Regions from separate parts of the Mus musculus genome. Here region 2 is linked to region 1. The links are chromatin contacts, called in public Hi-C maps. All regions are on one chromosome and are shown on one strand. Each heading gives the region's core, a stretch centred on a gene start, on an enhancer-like site or on the middle of the called end of the contact. The rest is flanking DNA. Distances are from core to core; before and after follow the strand shown.

What was found. Hi-C and Micro-C count contacts between places; a contact is called where the count stands out from the background.
Region 2: a Hi-C map of uterus shows a contact between it and region 1, with 2.8 times the contacts expected there. The contact joins two enhancer-like sites. A contact is called at or near these places in 2 of 484 Hi-C or Micro-C datasets (liver and uterus) and 2 of 115 datasets of contacts at active chromatin or transcription factors (astrocytes and fibro-adipogenic progenitors).

What each region holds. Positions count from the first base shown.
Region 1 is chr3:70,103,147-70,105,846 of GRCm38.p6, forward strand. No RefSeq gene overlaps it. Among named protein-coding and RNA genes, the nearest start is that of Otol1, 97 kb to the left of the region's middle. Within about 2 kb of position 1,360, at least 86 of the 459 cell types and tissues checked have an H3K27ac peak or open chromatin away from gene starts, as enhancers often do. A contact at or near this core is called in uterus, where this site is marked.
Region 2 is chr3:70,737,501-70,740,391 of GRCm38.p6, forward strand. No RefSeq gene overlaps it. Among named protein-coding and RNA genes, the nearest start is that of Gm6634, 68 kb to the right of the region's middle. Within about 2 kb of position 1,356, at least 1 of the 459 cell types and tissues checked has an H3K27ac peak or open chromatin away from gene starts, as enhancers often do. A contact at or near this core is called in uterus, where this site is marked.

The DNA of each region.
Region 1 (2,700 bases), core at 110-2,609:
AAACACAAGTGTCTCATGAGCTCGTAGCCATGCAGGAGCAGGAGGAGCAGGAGGAGGAGGAGGAGGAGGAGGAGGAGGAGGAGGAGGAAGTCTATAATTGGAACTCATCTTCATTTTCTCTCCCTAACTCCCCTTTCTCCTCTACTGTTTCCTTGGTCCACCCTGACTACATCTGTCCTTAGATGATTTTGCTCTGACCATGTAGATTCACTTTGGTAGGAAGTGTAAGTATTGTCTCTGTCAGTGCTGTGCGAGGAAACCTCTGCTTCTAACTTCTGCTTCACTCCAGTTTGGTAGCCATTGTAGAGAATTCGAAAGGACGCGAGGTTTTAAAATTTTGCCTCATTTTAATTCTCTAGGTTGAAATAGAAATAGAGGAACTTGTTACTAAATTTTATTGGATGGTAAAGCGTCATGGATCAATCCACTCATTTCACACCAGGCTCAGGGAGGCGATTTGGACTCATCCCCGGACACACAGCAATTTTTCCAAGCCATTCAGAAAGCGAGTTAGCAGCTTTCGGCCACTAAAAGAGTATTGTGGTGGTCATTGTTACTCTGGCACAATGCTAAGACACATTTTTTATTAGCATGCTGTAATTGTAAAAAACAAGCTTCATTGTGACAACTTCATAATGCAAAGCATGTATCATGGTGATATTTGACACTTCGTCTTTCGGCTCTGTTCTGGCTGGCTTTCCCTCCCCCATTTCCTGTTTTAGTCCCCTTGGCTCCTTTGTTATCTTTTTCCTTTCCTAGTTTCTCTATATAAAGAAAAATGCCAACATACTGTTGTTAAACTCTTGCATCTTAAAAAAAAATGAACCAAACCAGAGAACGCTAAAGTAAAATCACATATTGTACCATGCTGCTTCTCTGTATGAGAAAAACTGGCTCATCTAAGGGGCAAACATTGGTAAAAGCCAACCTGCTAGTCCACAAAGGGCCCTAGGTGGCGCTGTTGTATAACTTCTGAAACTGCAAAATTCAAACTCAAAAATCGAAAGCGACGGAAACCCACTTTTCCTATTTCTTAACTGTCCACCTCTAACGGCTTACTCTTTTATGTCCAGATCTTTGAATATCTTACTTCCCGGTAGAAGGGGAAATAAAATTCTCTCTGTGGATGCACAAAAATAGAATTCCTTATGTATGTATGTAGGTAGGTAGGGGGAAAGCCCGACTGCAGTTGTGCTTTAAAAATATCTTGAGGCATCATGCAGATGAAACCCTCGAGGAAGTTTCCACATGTATTTCTAAGTGCGGAAGGTGAAATCCTGCGGGGATGTAGCTCACCAATGCTCAAGGGCTGTCCTCCGAGAAGACGTTTATTGCTAAACACCATCTCAGATTCCTGAAGTCACGAGGCTTGGTCAGAATGTCATTTTTGGGAGAGGCCGAGGCCACACACTTTGCAGACTATCAGTACATCCAGGTTACAGGCAAGGTTTGAGCGTACGGTTTCTAGTACCTAAAGGGTACATCCAGAGTTGTGTATAAACAACCCACTAACTTAGCTCGGGGAGCCCAGACCTAGAATCTTTTTTGGTAATAACGCTGTTCTTTCTCCAGGAGAGGACACCTCATATAGACATTCAATAACGCCTTGTACCTTGTAATTCCCTTAAAAGTTAATGAACGGGCTAAAATGAATTTTAATAAGTGCTAATTAATTGCAGTTTGTCTTCCGATTTGAAGAACAAAGGCACCCCCGCAGTATTTGGCGGTTTCCTCGGTTGTTTTGAAACTACTTAACAGCAGATGGCAGTGTTGCTCTGTACGTGGCCTGCGGAGGCTTGGCAAGAAACTTCCCACAATCCTTTTCCAGCAGAACTCCACAAAGAGATGCACCCATGATTAAAGCCTAGATGGAGACAGAAAGCAGGGCACAGGGAAGTTCACAAAGTGAACTCAAAATATGGGGGTAATTTCATCCTTGTATGATTTAGTTGAATCAAATTTTACTGATGTGCATCACAACCATGTATTTAAATTACATGGCCAAAGAATTTCAAATAATGGGCATTCTGTGTGTGTGTGTGTGTGTGTGTGTCGGGGGGGAGTGACAGAAAATGGGGAGATAGGCACAGATGTTATTATAACATATTGTGTATAGATATTTACATATACTAGTGATCCAACCAATCATGCATCCATTCATCCATCTGTCCATCTGTCCATCCATCCATCATCTGTGTCTACCAGTCTACCTACCTATCATATATATGTATATTATATTTATATACATTCATTCATTCTGAGGATGACCAGAATTGCAGTCCACGTGTGAAATCTTTAGGTTCAGGCGCATCACTTAGGCGCTCAAGCTGGAATTTTCTCGTCTTGGGAAGAAAGTTATGAACTAAGGGTTTCCAGCATCACCTCTGACTTTGACATTTGTGAAGTCTGCGAACATTTCCATATTCTCTGGCACTTTCTGCACCTTCAGAGTTGACCAAATAAACTCTTGTCCTTCAAGTCACACTGACCTGGGTGAAGTCACAAAGCTGGATTATGCTCAATGTCATATCTTATTTGGCTTTTGGATGCTATTTAGCAAGACTCCTGTCCAAATGGCAGGCAGTGGTGACCAAGGCAATTAGGGAGATTGATTTAGCATGCATGATTTCATTTTCTGCTTCCTACGGTGAGAGATGAAGGGCCTAAGATAACCAAATTGGACTTAGCCAAATTTAGACA
Region 2 (2,891 bases), core at 106-2,605, 630 kb after region 1:
TGTGGACACTTTGCCCCTTCTTAGAATTGGGGAAAAAAAACCACTCATGGAAGGAGTTACAGAGACAAAGTTTGGAGCTGAGATGAAAAGATAGACCATCTAGAGACTGCTGCACCCGGGATCCATCTCATAATCAGCCACCCATTTTTCTTACACCATCAGATATTTTTTAATGATAATTGATGACCCCAAAACAGTCCTTCTAACTTGCGGGGCCAATATTACTGTGAGGGTATCTTATGTTCCTCCAAGATGGGCTTTACAGTTGAGTTAACATAAGGATTAATGTTTCCTAGTTTAGTACCCTTCGAGTGCCTAATATATCAGAGGGCAGTGATTTTGTCTGTAGTTCCTAGCTGTGTCCACTGTGTCTTATGTTCATTTGGAACACAATAACACATTTATTTTATTTATTTTTTTTTAGTTTTATGCTTGCTTTGTTTCATTATTATTTTTTTATTATTTTTGATTAGGTATTTTCTTCATTTACATTTCCAATGCTACTCCAAAAATCCTCCAAACCTGCCCTCCCACTCCCCTCAACCCCCCACTCCCACTTCTTTGCCCTGGCGTTCCCCTGTACTGAGGCATGTAAAGTTTGCAAGACCAATGGGCCTCTCCTTCCACTGATGGCCGACTAGGTCATCGTCTGATACATATGCAGCTAGAGACACAAGCTCCAGGGGGTACTGGTTAGTTCATATTGTTGTTCCACCTATAGGGTTGCAGACCCCTTTAGCACCTTGGGTACTTTCTCTAGCTCCTCTGTTGGGGGCCCTGTGATCCATCCAATAGCTGACTGTGAGCTTCCACTTCTGTGTTTGCTAGGCCCTGGCATAGCCTCTCAAGAGACAGCTATATCTGGGTCCTTTCAGCAAAATCTTGATAGTGTGTGCAATGGTGTCAGCATTTGGAGGCTGATTATTGGATGGATCCCCAAGATACAAGATGCAATAACGCATTTAAAAATTATGAAAAACTTAGTTCCACACATATTTTAGGTGGCCATATCATTTATAATAATCTTTAAGATTTAAGATTTTTGTTTGTTTTGCTCTATACTTACAGAGAGGATCATTAGAGCACTATTCTTGTTGTGGTAACTTGTTTTACATGCTTATTTTTATTGCTAGTTTAGAAGTCCATCCAAAATGCCTCTGTTGATTCCATCTCTAAAAATGCTGTCTTCAAAGGTCCCTAGACAATGTTGCTCCTGTGAATCAAAGCTCACATACAGAAATGAATCCTCTACTAGGTTTGTGGTCTGTAAGGTCTCTTCAGTCATGAGAAGACCATTGCTCTATAGTTGTTTGCTTTGCTTCGTGGCAAATTCTCTTCAGCTGTTCCTTCACTCTGTGTCTTTTCTAGGCTGATGTTAACAGCTTTTTTGTTTCCTCACTGGTGGTTGTTATTTTACGCATCTTGTGTAGGAGGTTGTTTTCCAAAAATAAAGGTTTGGATCAAAACAACTTAGTCAGTGATTATGTGTAGACTGTCCTGTTTTGTTTTTGGTTTTTTTTTTTTTTCTCTGACCTGCTGTCTTTCATAGACTGAACTGTTCCTTGGGGTTTTTAGCTTATAAACACTGGAGAAAGCTAATTTTTTTGACTTACAGGGCAGCTTCATTTCTTTAGAAAAACTTTAATTCTCTGAACAGGCCAGAATTTCTAGGATTAAAATGCAACAAAGTGATTTTATTAAGTTCCATTCCTGCCAAATCTTTGTCATATAAGTAAAACAAATTTTGAAAATGCTGTTTCTTTGGGAAGGGCTTATATAATGCACATAAAATTTCTATTTTGCTTTGGTGTAAATGAATAGATTAATATTTAAAGCTGAAATTAACCTTATGGATATTTATATAAAATCCATTACTAACCTTCCTTCAAAGGGAAGCAATATGACTTTATAATGACCATCAGGATACATTGTAGTTTCAGGGTGGTTTCCAAATGGTATTCTCTTTAATTTTTCAAACTTTATGCATTTCAAAGTAAAATATATCTAATATCTTACTGAAACATTAAGATATTTTCTTTCCACTTTCCCTAAGGTGTTATCACTACTGTACATACACACTAAGGTATTTGTTTCTTTACATATCTTGTACTACACTGATTGATTGACAAACTGTTAAAATAGCATAGTAGGATTAAAAAATAAAGAAGAAAAAAGATTTCAAAGACATTATATATTTTATTGTCCTTAATACTGCTATTCTGGAGACCCAGGACAAAACCTAGATATTAATTGAATGCTTTGGAATGATGAACTATTTGGAACCAAATATCTTGAAAGTGTCCATGAAAAAGATAAGTGGACTGAAAAATTGCTTTTATTGAGCTATATGAATTGAATACCATTTGAGACTTTACAGGCTTGAGAAATTTTTCTCTCCTTTTAGACAGGGTCTTGCTGTGTTGCCATGTTGGCACAAAACCTGTGATTCTTCTACTTCAGTTTGCCAGGTGGTAAAATTACATGTATGTATCACTATGGCATGCCTCACTCCCTTTCATGTAGGAAAATGAATCATCCAAATTTTGTACCATATCTACCTTTAAATTCCACTCGAGTGATGATATTGAGTAGACAGCTAATGATGTGATCTGTCTGCTCCTCATAGCAGGAGCAATACCTGGTATTAGTAAGATAAATTCAAACCTCTCCTAGGAATCTGAGAATGAACTATGTAGATTTTCCTTAGTCTCAAGTTCTTTGAATTTGGTTTAGAACAGTCACATTCAGGCTAAAAGAGGGAACAAAATAAAACCAAACCTAATCAATACTATTAATGCACAGAGTCATAAGAGGTCACGTAGATTTGTATAAAGAATACATGAGTATTCTATTAGAATTCAAATGACTAAACCGTTTGTGTAGAAAAATGA